Regions from separate parts of the Mus musculus genome. Here regions 1, 3 and 4 are each linked to region 2. A link is a contact called in public HiChIP or PLAC-seq and promoter capture Hi-C data. All regions are on one chromosome and are shown on one strand. Each heading gives the region's core, a stretch centred on a gene start, on an enhancer-like site or on the middle of the called end of the contact. The rest is flanking DNA. Distances are from core to core; before and after follow the strand shown. Region 1 holds the start of Ehd2 (EH-domain containing 2). Region 2 holds the start of Npas1 (neuronal PAS domain protein 1). Region 3 has its middle 20 kb from the start of Slc1a5. Region 4 holds the start of Gng8 (guanine nucleotide binding protein (G protein), gamma 8).

What was found. Promoter capture Hi-C pulls out the DNA fragments that hold promoters and counts their contacts. HiChIP or PLAC-seq counts read pairs in DNA pulled down with a chosen protein or histone mark.
Region 1: a contact with region 2 is called in a promoter capture Hi-C map of liver, with 3 times the contacts expected there. The contact joins the promoter of Ehd2 here to the promoter of Npas1 in region 2. A contact is called at or near these places in 4 of 39 promoter capture datasets (embryonic stem cells, liver, neutrophils and 1 more) and 4 of 484 Hi-C or Micro-C datasets (embryonic stem cells and pro-B cells).
Region 3: a promoter capture Hi-C map of liver shows a contact between it and region 2, with 2.1 times the contacts expected there. The contact joins the enhancer-like site here to the promoter of Npas1 in region 2. A contact is called at or near these places in 7 of 39 promoter capture datasets (the 3T3-L1 cell line, the C10 cell line, frontonasal cranial neural crest and 3 more) and 1 of 484 Hi-C or Micro-C datasets (bone marrow-derived macrophages).
Region 4: an H3K4me3 HiChIP or PLAC-seq map of bone marrow-derived macrophages shows a contact between it and region 2, with 4 times the contacts expected there. The contact joins the promoter of Gng8 here to the promoter of Npas1 in region 2. A contact is called at or near these places in 1 of 39 promoter capture datasets (pre-B cells), 1 of 484 Hi-C or Micro-C datasets (embryonic stem cells) and 2 of 115 datasets of contacts at active chromatin or transcription factors (bone marrow-derived macrophages and large pre-B cells).

What each region holds. Positions count from the first base shown.
Region 1 is chr7:15,966,171-15,969,002 of GRCm38.p6, forward strand. It overlaps Ehd2 (EH-domain containing 2), which reads right to left and starts at 1,365. Exons shown (of 6, transcript NM_153068.3): 1 at 1,250-1,365.
Region 2 is chr7:16,475,394-16,478,276 of GRCm38.p6, forward strand. Npas1 (neuronal PAS domain protein 1) reads right to left here and starts at 1,387. Exons shown (of 12, transcript NM_008718.2): 1 at 1,252-1,387; 2 at 114-291. The coding sequence starts at 235.
Region 3 is chr7:16,760,286-16,763,311 of GRCm38.p6, forward strand. No RefSeq gene overlaps it. Among named protein-coding and RNA genes, the nearest start is that of Slc1a5, 20 kb to the right of the region's middle. Within about 2 kb of position 1,451, at least 73 of the 459 cell types and tissues checked have an H3K27ac peak or open chromatin away from gene starts, as enhancers often do.
Region 4 is chr7:16,890,430-16,893,384 of GRCm38.p6, forward strand. Gng8 (guanine nucleotide binding protein (G protein), gamma 8) reads left to right here and starts at 1,357. Exons shown (of 4, transcript NM_010320.3): 1 at 1,357-1,927; 2 at 2,021-2,082.

The DNA of each region.
Region 1 (2,832 bases), core at 115-2,614, 510 kb before region 2:
GAGCAGCTGTCCCAGAGCTGTGGCTGTGGCTGTGGCTGTGGCTGTGGCTGTGGCTGTGGCTGTGGCTGTGGCTGTGGCTGTGGCTGTGGCTGGGGCTGTGGCTGTGGCTGTGGCTGTGGCTGTGGCTGGGGCTGGGGCTGGGGCTGGGGCTGGGCCTGGGGCTTGGAGGTTAGGAAGGAACAAGCCAGTCTGAGTCAGCTCAAAGGCCACCCAGCACTCAGCCTGAAATGGCTCTCCTTAGCCAAAGATGAGACAATTTTTCCTTTTTTTTTTCTTTTATTAAAAATATTTTATGTGTCTTTATGTATGCCTGTGTTCCATGTTCATGGCCCCTTGGGGGCCAGAAAAGAATTTTGGATTCCCCTGGACTGAAGTAACAGATGGTTTTGAGCTACCATGTAGGGCAGAGTGCATATCTGTAATCTCAGCACTAGGCAGGCAGACACAAGATTAGAAGTTCGGGACCATCCTCTACCTCTACCTCTGGAAGAGCAGCCAGTTCTGACTCTCAGTGAACTCTCCACCACCAGCTTCCTCTCCGACATCCCCGCCCCCTACATTCTCACTATGTAGCTCTGACTGACCTGGACCTATGTAGCCCAGGTTAGCCTTAGACTGAGATCTGCCTGCCTCTGCTTTCTACATCTTGGGGTTCAAGGAGTGTGCCACCATATCTGACTCAAAGATGGGACAATTTAAATATCAAAACAAACAAACAAAACCCCAAACGTTGCAAATCAAAATATAAAATCATTGTGACTTAAAGGAAAAGGGAAGAGTGGAAAGAAAATGGATTGGAGGGGTGGGAGAAATAACGGACGGAAGAACCTGTGACATAGATGAAGAGAGGGAACCCTGGAAATGTCCCAGGCAGGGAGGCAGCTGAGGGGCATCTCAAAAAGGGGTGGCTGAAGAGTCTATGCACTTCGAGAGGCAAGAGAAGGCTCTTGGGTGGCAAGACGGACCAAGGGGAGCAGAGATGGGTGTGGAGGGTAGAAGGCCACTTCAAAGGGGGAGTCTTCAAAGATGAAGGCTGGGTAGGGACTGGGAGAACTGGGGGAGGGGGAGGGGGAGGGGGCTATACGGAGTACTAAAGAGAGGCTGGGGAGATCTGAGGAGGTTGAGGGAAGATTTGAGGAGGGGTGGGGGTAGTCCTGGAGTGTGGGAATTGGGAGCGACTGGGACGGAGAGTGCACAGACTGTTACAGAGGGGAGCGAGGGTGAGAGGTGGGATTTGGGGAGCACTCACCAGGGATCTGGGGAGCGCAGAGCAAGCAGCCCGAGCTCTGTCCTGTCCGCAGTGGAGTGAGACGGGTGGGGCCGCGTGCGCTAGGAGCGGCGAGCAGGGCGGGCCCCAGGCCCCCTGTCCTAGCCCGCGCCAGCCTCGGGCGCCCCCTGGCGGGCACTGTGAAAACGCGCACAGGTTCGAGCGTGCACTCCTTAGTTCAGTGTGAGCCCCATCCTCCAGCTTTTGGCTCCCTCTCTTAGCAAATAAGTTGACAGAGGCTGCAGCAGGCCTACCAATAATTTGTCTGATCATAGTGGTGCATGCAAGTTTGAAGCCAGCTGGACCGCGTGGGGGGGGGGGCGGGGATCCTGTCTCAAAAATAACTGTAACAACAGTAATTTTAAAATCTTAAGTACAAGACGGAAGAGTTAGATGGTCAGCATTTAAGAATACTGACTGAGCCGGGCGTGGTGGCACACACCTTTAATCCTAGCACTTGGGAGGCAGAGGCAGGCGGATTTCTGAGTTCTGAGGTCAGCCTGGTCTACAAAGTGAGTTCCAGGACAGCAGAGCTATACAGAGCAGAGCTATACAGAGAAACCCTGTCTCGAAAAACAAAAGCTAAAACAAAAAAACCTCCACCCCCCCCCCAAAAAAAGAATACTGACTGCTCTTCCAGAGGACTTGGATTCAATTCCCAGCACCCACATTACAACTCACATTACAACACATATTACAACAGCTCACAACTGTCTGTAACTTCAAGATCTGACACCCTCACACACACATGTGCAAAGCAGGCAAAACACCAACACATATAAATAAAAGTAAATTATTAAAATGTAAGTGCACAGGCCCAATGTGGTGGCACAAGCCTTTCATCCCAGCATTTGGGAGGCAGAGGCAGGTGAATCTCTATGAGTTTAAAGCCAGCCTGATCTTCATAGCAAATTCCAGACCAGCCAAAGCTACGTAGTAGAGACGCTGTGTATCTACTATAAAAACAACCAACCAACCACCACCAACACCACCGCCACCAACAAAAACACAAGGGGGAGAAACCTCAAGGCCATGGGGCTAGGGATGTGGCTTAGTTGGTACAGTGCCCATCTAGGATACATGAAGCCCTGAGTTCTATCGCCAGCACAGAATATGCCCAGCACGGTGGTGCAGGCATACACTCTCAGCATCAGTTCATAGACACAGCACACGGGGTGGTAGTTTGAATAAAAATGGCCTCCGTAGGCTCATAGGGACTGGCATTATTAGGAGCTGTGTTTTTGTTGGAGTAGGTATAGTCTTTTTGGAGGACGTGTGTAGGGGGTAGAGGGGGGACATCGAAGTGTCAAATAATCAAGCCAGGCCCAGTCTCTCTCTCCCTGCTGCCTGCCAACCTAGATGTACAACTTACCTCTTCAGCACCATGTCTGCCTACATACCTCCACGTTTCCTGTCATGATGATAACAGATTGAACCTCTGAAACTGTAAGCCAGCCCCAATTAAACGCTTTCCTTTATAAGAGTTGTCGTGGTCATGGTGTCTCTTCATAGCAATAGACACCCTAACTATGACACATGCCTTACTTTATTTTGGCATTCTAAAA
Region 2 (2,883 bases), core at 137-2,636:
CTAGATATGGGTCAGGGCACAGGCCAGAGGATGAATGTCATCTGAAAGGCTGTGAAGCCCCCCACCCCCGCACGCCTTCGGGGGAGAGGCCATTCAGGGGCAGATTTGCTCACCAGGGTCCGGGCGGGGCCTTGACCATCAGCCCAGGCAGGAAATCCCAGGGGACGCCGGCTCCACGGCCGCCCCCGCACTTGACTTCACCTCGGCCACCGCTTCTGGGATAGGGGGTCGCCATCTCGACGGGGACTCGGGAATTCAGGTGCGAAGGAGTCGCAGGTGGGGCTCAGTTCCCTGGAGGAAGAACGTCCAGGGAAACTGAGGTGCGTGCGTGTGCCCAAGGGTCAAGCCAGGAGCTGCCTTAGATGCGTTCCTCAGTTTCCCCTTCCTGGGAAGCCGCGGTTCCCACCCTGGCGCTTCGGGTGAGGACGTGCCCCGCCGCCGCCTCCCCCGCGCGGCCCGCCAGCGCGCCCGCCTCACGCCCGCGCCGGGCCGGCTCCCGCATACCAATGGGCGCACGCGGCGCGCATACGGATCGGACCGGCCCGCGCGCTGCGTGCCAAGCATGCCCAAGCTGCGCTGGGGCGGGCTCCTCGCTGGGGCCCAGACGCTCTGGGCTCCATCCCCCCCATAGCTCCCAGCACCCGAAGGACCTGTTCCCCAAAGCTATCCCCAGAGTCCCACTCCCCAGGTCTGCAGCTACACCCACTTCCTAGCCTGGGCTAAGGAGGCAGGGAGGACAGAGGGACCCCACCCCAAGTCCTGCCCAGGAAGCACTCAAGCCCCTCGGGGTGGCGCCACCTGACCCGGTTGCTAAATATCCCTAATGTACAACTTCCTCCCTAAAGACCAGGGCGTAAGACCCTGGTCTATGACACCGCTGGTCACTCCAGGATGGACGCGACACTCGGGGCCCAGGTACTGGAATCCAGATCCTTTAGAGCCAGGGACGTGTCCATCTGGTTCTTTCCTCTTCACGATTAGGCGTCCAGGCCGACCATGTCCCCAGCATCCAGGTGGCCTCCAAGCCTCCCCAAAACGCGCTGACGTCTAATCAGTCCCCTGAGCCTCTGTGACCAGGACCCCAACAACCATGCACCACTTTCTGGATCCCGGCGGTATAGGTGTCCGGATGCCGTGGCCTCCAGGTTACCAAGACTCTCAGCCTCGCATCCCAGCAGGACCCAGAAGTCCCCATTTCCTCCCGCCAAACCTTCAGGCGTCCCGCACCCGCAGGACTCCCGACATGGTTACCTGGCCGCTGGGCGTGCTCGGGGCGCGGCGTGGGGTCCACTGGGTGGCGTGGAGGGGCCGCTCCATAGACCCCGGGGCGCGCGGGCTGGGGAGCCCGGCTCTCGGCGCCCACGGCGGCCTCGCAGACTTTGAGACCACGGACAGCGGCGGCGAGGGGCGGTGCCTGTCTTCGCCCCGCCTACAGCGGCCCCTGCCTGCTGGATAGTTCCCATTCCGGGAACTATCTGGGATAGTGTTGGCCTGGTGTGTCTGAGTATCCTCACCGTTTGACCACATCAGGAAGCTCTGCCAGCCTCTCCACCCTGGAGTCCCACCACGATCGCCATCTTCAGTTATAGAACCCTCCCCCCGGCGCCCCAGCCACCCCTTGGAACTCTTGGGGCAATCTGCACCATAGTTCAGTAGGAAAGGACACTCGGACATCAGTGCCCCTTCTAGAGATGTAAATCGGGGCCTTTCACAATCTCTCTTCCCAAGTGAGAATTCCAGGATGCCAGACTCCATTAAGGTCAGGTCGTGGCCTGGGCACCTGACTCCTTCGTTTACCCAGGTCTTGGTTGTTAAGGGGACGATATAGCCCAGGGCCCCAAGGTCTTGTCTCTATGCCTCCCATTGGAACTAGAGCCCCAACTTGTGGGCACCCACCTTTATAAGTGAGAATGGGGAAACAGCGGGATGTGGTGGCACTCACTTGTTAAGCCCAGCACTTGGGATGCTGAGGCAGGAGGATTGCACAAGTTGGAGTCAAGCCTGGGCTATAAAATGAATGCAGTCTGGGATCCAGAGGGAGATCCTGTCTCAAAAACTAAAGTGTGGCTGAGCTGGGAGAATGGCCAGCCCAGAGCATAAAGCTTGTGGCGGAAGAGTGTGAGGCCAACCTGGGTACAAATCCCTAGAAACCACACAAAGTCTAAGGTAGTCCCGCTGTGTGTCTGTCACACCAGCAGTCCGACAGTGCGCAGCAAGAGGGCCCTGGGAAGCTGGCAGGCCAGCCTGGTTACCTGACAGGAGACTGTCTCAAACAAGGCGAGAAGAGACGAGACTGCCTTCTGACCTCCACATGGGCTGCAACCATGGAATGCGTGTGAGCACACACAGGCACTGGCAAGATGTCTCATGGGTAAATGGCTTGCCACCAGCCCAGATGGCCTGCTTGATTCCATGAACACACACAGTGGAAGAAAAGAACCAATTCCCTGAGTTGTCCCCTGACACACGTGAGGACCCCCCACCCCAACACGCACTCACAGAATGTAAAAAGAAGCCGCTGAGTTCGAGGTCAGACTGCTCTATAGAGTGAGTTCTAGGACGACCAGGGCTACACAGAGAAAGTCTGTTTTGAAAAACAAAAACAAATAAAAAAATCAAACAACAAAATCTCCCAAACAGCCAGGCAGTGGTGGCGCACACCTTTAATCCCAGCACTCGGGAGGCAGAGGCAGGCAGATCTCTGAGTTGGAGGCCAGCCTGGTCTACAGAGTGAGTTCCAGGACAGCCAGGGCTACACAGAGAAACCCTGTCTCAAAAAACAAAAACAAAAACAAACAAAAAAAATCCCCCAAACAAACAAACAAAAGACAAAGAAATAACTGAAAGTCTGGGGATTCAGCAAGGTGGTAGAGCATCCTGGAA
Region 3 (3,026 bases), core at 201-2,700, 280 kb after region 2:
CCCTTTTGTTTCCAGCCTTCCCGTAGGATGAGTAGGATGCAAGCTCTGCTTTCTCTCTTGGTAAGTTGCCTGAGGAGAGCGGAAGTCAGGCCACAGAGGTGAAATGTGCAGAAGCAATCATGGTAGGCCAGTAGGTGGGGAGGGAGGTGTGGCAGGGGAAACAGTGTTTGCTAAGAGGCTCAGGACGGAGGGGGCGGGGGGAGGGGAGGTGATGAGGACCACGCCCAGCTGGGGAGGGAGGTCTGGTTGACAGAAGGACAAGGAGCAGACTGGAAAGCAGAAGAAATCTGGGCTTGGTAGTGCGTGTTGGTTACCCTAAGCCCTTGGGACTCTGGGGTGAGAGAATGGTTTCAAATCTGAAGCCAACCTCGATGCCACAAGACGTTTTCTCTGAAAAGAGCTGGGGATGGTGGTGGTGCACGCCTTTAATCTCAGCACTAGAGAGGCAGAGGCAGACAAATTTCGAGGCCAGCCTGGTCTACAAAGTGAGTTCCAGGACAGCCAGGGCTACGCAGAGAAACCCTGTCTCAAAAAACCAAAAAAAAAAAAAAAAAAAAAAAAAAAAAAAAAAGAGCTGGGAATGCAGCTTAGTTGGTAGAGCACTTGCTTGGTGTGCAGGAAATCCTGTGTGTGTGTGTTGGGGGGCGGGGGGCGGCAATAATTTTTTGATAAATAAGTCTCATTATGTACTTCTGGCTCTCCTGGAACTCAGCACAAACCTGGCTGAACAGAGATCCAGCTGCATGTCTGTTTCCACCCCTACCCCCAGAAAAGCTTTGCGAAAGAAAGTGGGGGAAGGAGGAAGGCGGGAGGAAGAAAGGTTAGACAGAGCAGGGAGGAAAAGTTGGAAGGGTAGGAGCCACGGAGAAGGGCATGCTGGGAAAGCTGAGGGGTGCTGTGGGCCAGGGCCCCCATCGCACACCCTGGGGCACGCACAGCTTTCACCCACACAGGACACTTGGAGGCGGCTGGAATGTTAGGGGATCTTTTTACTCTGGGATGGAGGGGGATCTGTATGCCCTTTTGAGAGACTTCAGCCGTTTCCAGAGGCACAGCCTGAGGGACAGCCCTTGCTCCCCAGAGCCTTCTATGGGCTGCTTGGAGAACATTCCATTACAGGACCTTCTGGAACAAGTTGAGGAAGCTTGGCAGCCTCCACTGCCCTCGAGGCGGGGTCATTCTTTGCTCCAGCCGCCCCCTCCTTCTTCAGGACTCTCTCTCTCTCTCTCTCTCTCTCTCTCTCTCTCTCTCTCTCTCTCTCTCTCTCTCTCTCTCTCTCTCTCCCCCCCCCCCTTCTATTCTCTGACAGGACCCCTTAGGCTGGTACTTTTATAGAACACTTTAATAGAACACATGGGAATTGATCATTGAAGGCACATGGCCTGCACCGGACAGGAAGAGGTAGTGAAATTCCACCTCTCTCTCTCTTTCCCTTCTTCCGTGCCCTGAGGCTCTTCCCAGGAGGTACCCCAGCCTGTTTTATCCCATCCTCAAAGGCTCTCTTGGGAGGACTCCAGGCTCCAGCTGGATAGGCTGTGGGCTAGAGGTTGAGGCTCTGAAGTGCCCACATCAGAGACCCCCAGCAGGCTGGGCCTCCCTGCAGGAAGCTCAGAGGGCCACCGGTAGGGAAGGGCAGAGCCTGCATACCTGGATCAGGCCTAGTCCAGGGTCCCAGCGCCTGTGTTTGTTCTCAAAGTAGACATTATGTAAGCACACGCAGAGAAAGTTCTACTTAGGACACTCACAGGCCCTAAAGCTCACCGTTTTCTTACTTAAGAGTGGATTCCTGGGTTGGAGAGATGGCTCAGCAGTTAAGAACACTTGCTGCTCTTACAGAGGACCAGCGCCTACACAGCAGCTCACAACCGTCTATCAGTAATTCCAGTTCTAGGGGATCTAACAAAACACCCACCACACAAAATAAAATAAGGATCTTTTCCTTCCATCTCTTCTCTTCTCTTCTCTTCTCTTCTCTTCTCTTCTCTTCTCTTCTCTTCTCTTCTCTTCTCTTCTCTTCTCTCCTCTCCTCTCCTCTCCTCTCCTCTCCTCTCCTCTCCTCTCCTCTCCTCTCCTCTCTTCTCCTCTCCCCTCCTCTTTTCTTTTTTTTCCTCTTCTTTTTCTTCAAGACAGGGTTTCTCTGTATAGCCCTGGCTGTTCTGAAACTAGCTATGTAGACCAAGCTGGCCTTGAACTCACTGAGATCCACATACCTCTAACTCCCGAGCTGGGATTAAAGGTATGCCTTAGCACTACCTGGCTAAAATAAATAACTTTAATTAAATTAAAATAAATAAAATAAAAAGGGTGCATTTGAGTCAGACATGGTGGCATACATACGTCTGCTATACCAGTAGTTGGGAGGTTGAAGCAGGAGAATCAGGAGTTCAAAGCCAATCTTGGTGCCATAAGTTCCTGATTTAAACACAATATGGGCTGGCAAGGTGGTTTATTGAGTAAAGGCAATAGATCCCAAGGCTGATGACCTGTTTGATCCTCATGGTGGAAGGAAAGAACCAGTCTGAACAAGTTGTCCTTAGACCTCAGTCTTCACAGAAAGCTAACCTCACCTTCACACAGCCTTGGGTCCAATAAGTAGGTGTAGTGGATAGTGGTTGTGGTGGTTTGAATATGCTTGGCCCAGGGAGTGGCACTATTAGGAGGTGTGGCCTTGTTGGAGGAAGTGTGTCACTATGGGCATGGGTTTTGAGACCCTCCTCCTAGCTGCCTGGAAGTCAGTAGTCTTCTATTTGCCTTTGGAACAAGATGTAGAACTCTCAGCTCCTCCAGTACCATGCCTGCTCAGACGCTGCCATGTTTCCTGCCATGAGGATAATGGGCTGAACCTCTGAACCTGTAAGCCAGCCCCAGTTAAATGTTGTTTTTATAAGAGTTGCCACTGGGTGGTGGTGGCGCACGCCTTTAATCCCAGCACTTGGGAGGCAGAGGCAGGTGGATTTCTGAGTTTGAGGCCAGCCTGGTCTACAAAGTGAGTTCCAGGACAGCCAGGGCTGTACAGACAAACCCTG
Region 4 (2,955 bases), core at 107-2,606, 420 kb after region 2:
CTTTTAGGCTGGTCCACTTTCTAGCACCAGTTGAGATGGAAACTTACTGTGTAGTCCAGGCTATTCCAGAAGTTCTGGTCCTCCAGGCTCATCATCCCCAGTGCCTGGATTACAGGTACCCTGGGACTTGATTCTAGACAAACACCTCAAAACTTCTCTACAAGGAACATGTTGACAGGGTCAGAGGCAGAAGGCAGAAGCCAGCTGAGGAAGCCAAGAAAATAGCGAAGCTGAATTGAGTTTGTGGGAAGAAACTGGATTCTGGACTTACTTTAAGATGCTTAATGATTAAGGACTTCGAGATGGTTCAGCTGGAAGATGGCCTTTGGCACCAAGCCTGTGGGCCCGAGTTCCACCCTGGCACCCGCATGATGGAAGGAGAAAACCGAGGCTCCCAAGGTGGTCTCAGTTCCACACCAAGGCTGTGGCACTGGCACACACCTCCCCATACACACAAAAAATAAATACGTAAAATGTAAATCTGCAGATTAGGAGGGAGCTGGAGGTTATCCAGACCGTGTCTGTTTGTCCTCCATCCTCCTTCCTCTAGCCTTTGGTCCGGAGACGGGGCTGTCACCCTGCCTTTCCAGCTTTAAGTAAGCTGGGTTTCTTCCCCAGTGGCGGCCGAGGCCAGATCTGGGGATGAAAACCAGCTGCGGGAGGCGCCGGGCTCGGCGCGCGCCCAGGCCCCTCCTAGGCGCCGGCAGACACCAATCTTTGGCTCCCCTCCCCCTTCCGCAGTCCCGGCCCCGGGCCCTGGCACGTCCGGCGCGCCTGATACTTTCCAGATGTGGGCCGTGTTCTCCTTCCAACCTGGCCCTGTGAACCCACGAGGGAGGGGGGGCAGGGAGCCAGGGTTCCATACTCCCAACTCCAAAAAGCTATCAGGGTGGCTCTGACTTGTCATCCCAGCTCCCTTGGAATGGCCAATGCAGGAAGGTCGCAAGTTCAAAGCCTGCCTTGGCCACAGAGAAAGTTCAAGGCCAGTCTAGCGCAACTATAGGAGACTGTCTCAAAATGAAAAAGTTAAAAAGGGCCATGGGATACAGCTCAGTGGTTGCTTAGCACATACGAGATTTTGGAGTCTATCTCCGGTACTGCCAGGTGGGAACTATCAGAGGCTGGTATCTTTCCCCACCAGTTTGGCTTCCCAGGGCAGGCTGTGAAAATAGGGTTGAGCTGTCTGCAAAAGAAACGCTTCTCCTTACTCCACCCCTGCCCAGGGTTCCAGCATCCCAGAGAGCCAGAATGAAAAGGAACGTTAAACCCCGCCCTCACATCCCTCCAGGCCACGCCCCATTCAACACACCCCACAAAGCCCCTCCCTTGATCACACCCACAGCATGCTCTCTCCCTATAGGCACGGCCTCCGCCGTGTGGTCCAGCGGGGAAGGCTCCCTCTGTCTCTCTTGTCTCTTGGCAGGCTTGACTCGGTCTCTGAGTGTCTGTCTCCAAGGCTCAGTCTGTGTATCTGTCTCCTGTGGCCTCTCCCTGTGCATCCATCATCTATCCTTCGTCTGTCTCTCTGTGAACTTAGTTCTGTTTCTCTTTGCAGTTCTCACCGCCCTCTGAAGTTCTCTGTCCCATTTTCCGTCCTCTCACTCTGATCCCTCACTACTTTCACCTTCCTAGGGAGCCATCTCCCTCTCTTATCCTTCTTGGGTCCCCCAGATCTCCCGTTTCTATCTTCTGCTGGGCGGACGGGGACGCCTAGTCTTCGCCTCTTCTTCTGCTTGAGCTCCTGCAGCGACTTTGGTTCGCGGGCGCCACCGTGTGGCCAATAGGGAGTCCTTGATGGCGGCGAGGCAAGCAAGCGATGCTGTGGTCTGGATGCGACGTCCAGAGGTGGTGCGACCCACGCCAGTGTAAGGGCACGCCTCAGAGGTGGTGTGGGACGCCAGCAGATGATGTGTGACTGTGTGACAAGGTGAGATTAGGAATGACAAGAAGGGGTTCAGTGGGACTGTTAGAGTAGGTGTGATGTGTGGCTGACCATGTTATACTTGTTACACTTTATCAGCGAGACTGTGGGCCACTGTGTATGGCATTGGACCTGAGAGAGGACCTGCCTGGAGACTGTTCGTAAGTCTGACCACATGTAAGGGTGACCACGCGTGTTACAGAGCGTAGAGAGTCAGGGGAGCTGGAATGCCCAAGTGATCAAATGATCGAATGCAAGAGGGAGGCTCGGGAGAGGGACCTAGTGTGGCCAACTGTGTGGATGTGAGACAGTATGTCTGCCACACTGGTGAGTCCTGAGAAACTGGGTGACCACGTGTGACGCTGAGAGGTTGGCTTGTGTTTGTGACTGCCTGTGCAAAGGTGTGTGATTGTTCTGGGTGGCAGAGGTGAGTTTACAGGGTCTGCGAGACAGGGAATGTTGAATGTAGAAGAGAGAAACAGTGAGTGAGTGAGTGTGACAAGTGTTTGTAGTATAGACTTCAAGGCCCAGCAAAGGCTGTGCCCACAATGGTGTGTGTGTGTGTGTGTGTGTGTGTAAAAGACCATGTTATCAAATGTCAACAATGTATGATACCAAAAGACACTGTGCCGCTATGATAGTAATAACATGTGACACAGTATGGGGAGGGAGAATGTGGGCCACTGTGTATCAGGAAATTGACCAGGAGTAAATGTGACCACACAAAGGCGCTCCTGGAAAGAAAAGCACGTGGTTCTCTGTCACACTAGGCAATGGAGCGCTTGGCAGTGAGGCTGAACCAGTATGTGGTTGTGTGAGACTCCAAGACAGTGTGAATGCGAACTTCAGGAGAAGTTAAAGCTGCACTGGTAGGTAACAATGTATACATTTGACTCTCTAAGATACTGTGCCTGACTGTGCAGTGACCTCTGCTGTGAGAAATCATGAGTGTCAGCAGTGGGCAGGTATATTAAGGACCTTTGTCATTGTGTGTTGGGTTAAGTGGGGGGGTGGGGGGTGGGGCGGGACTGGGT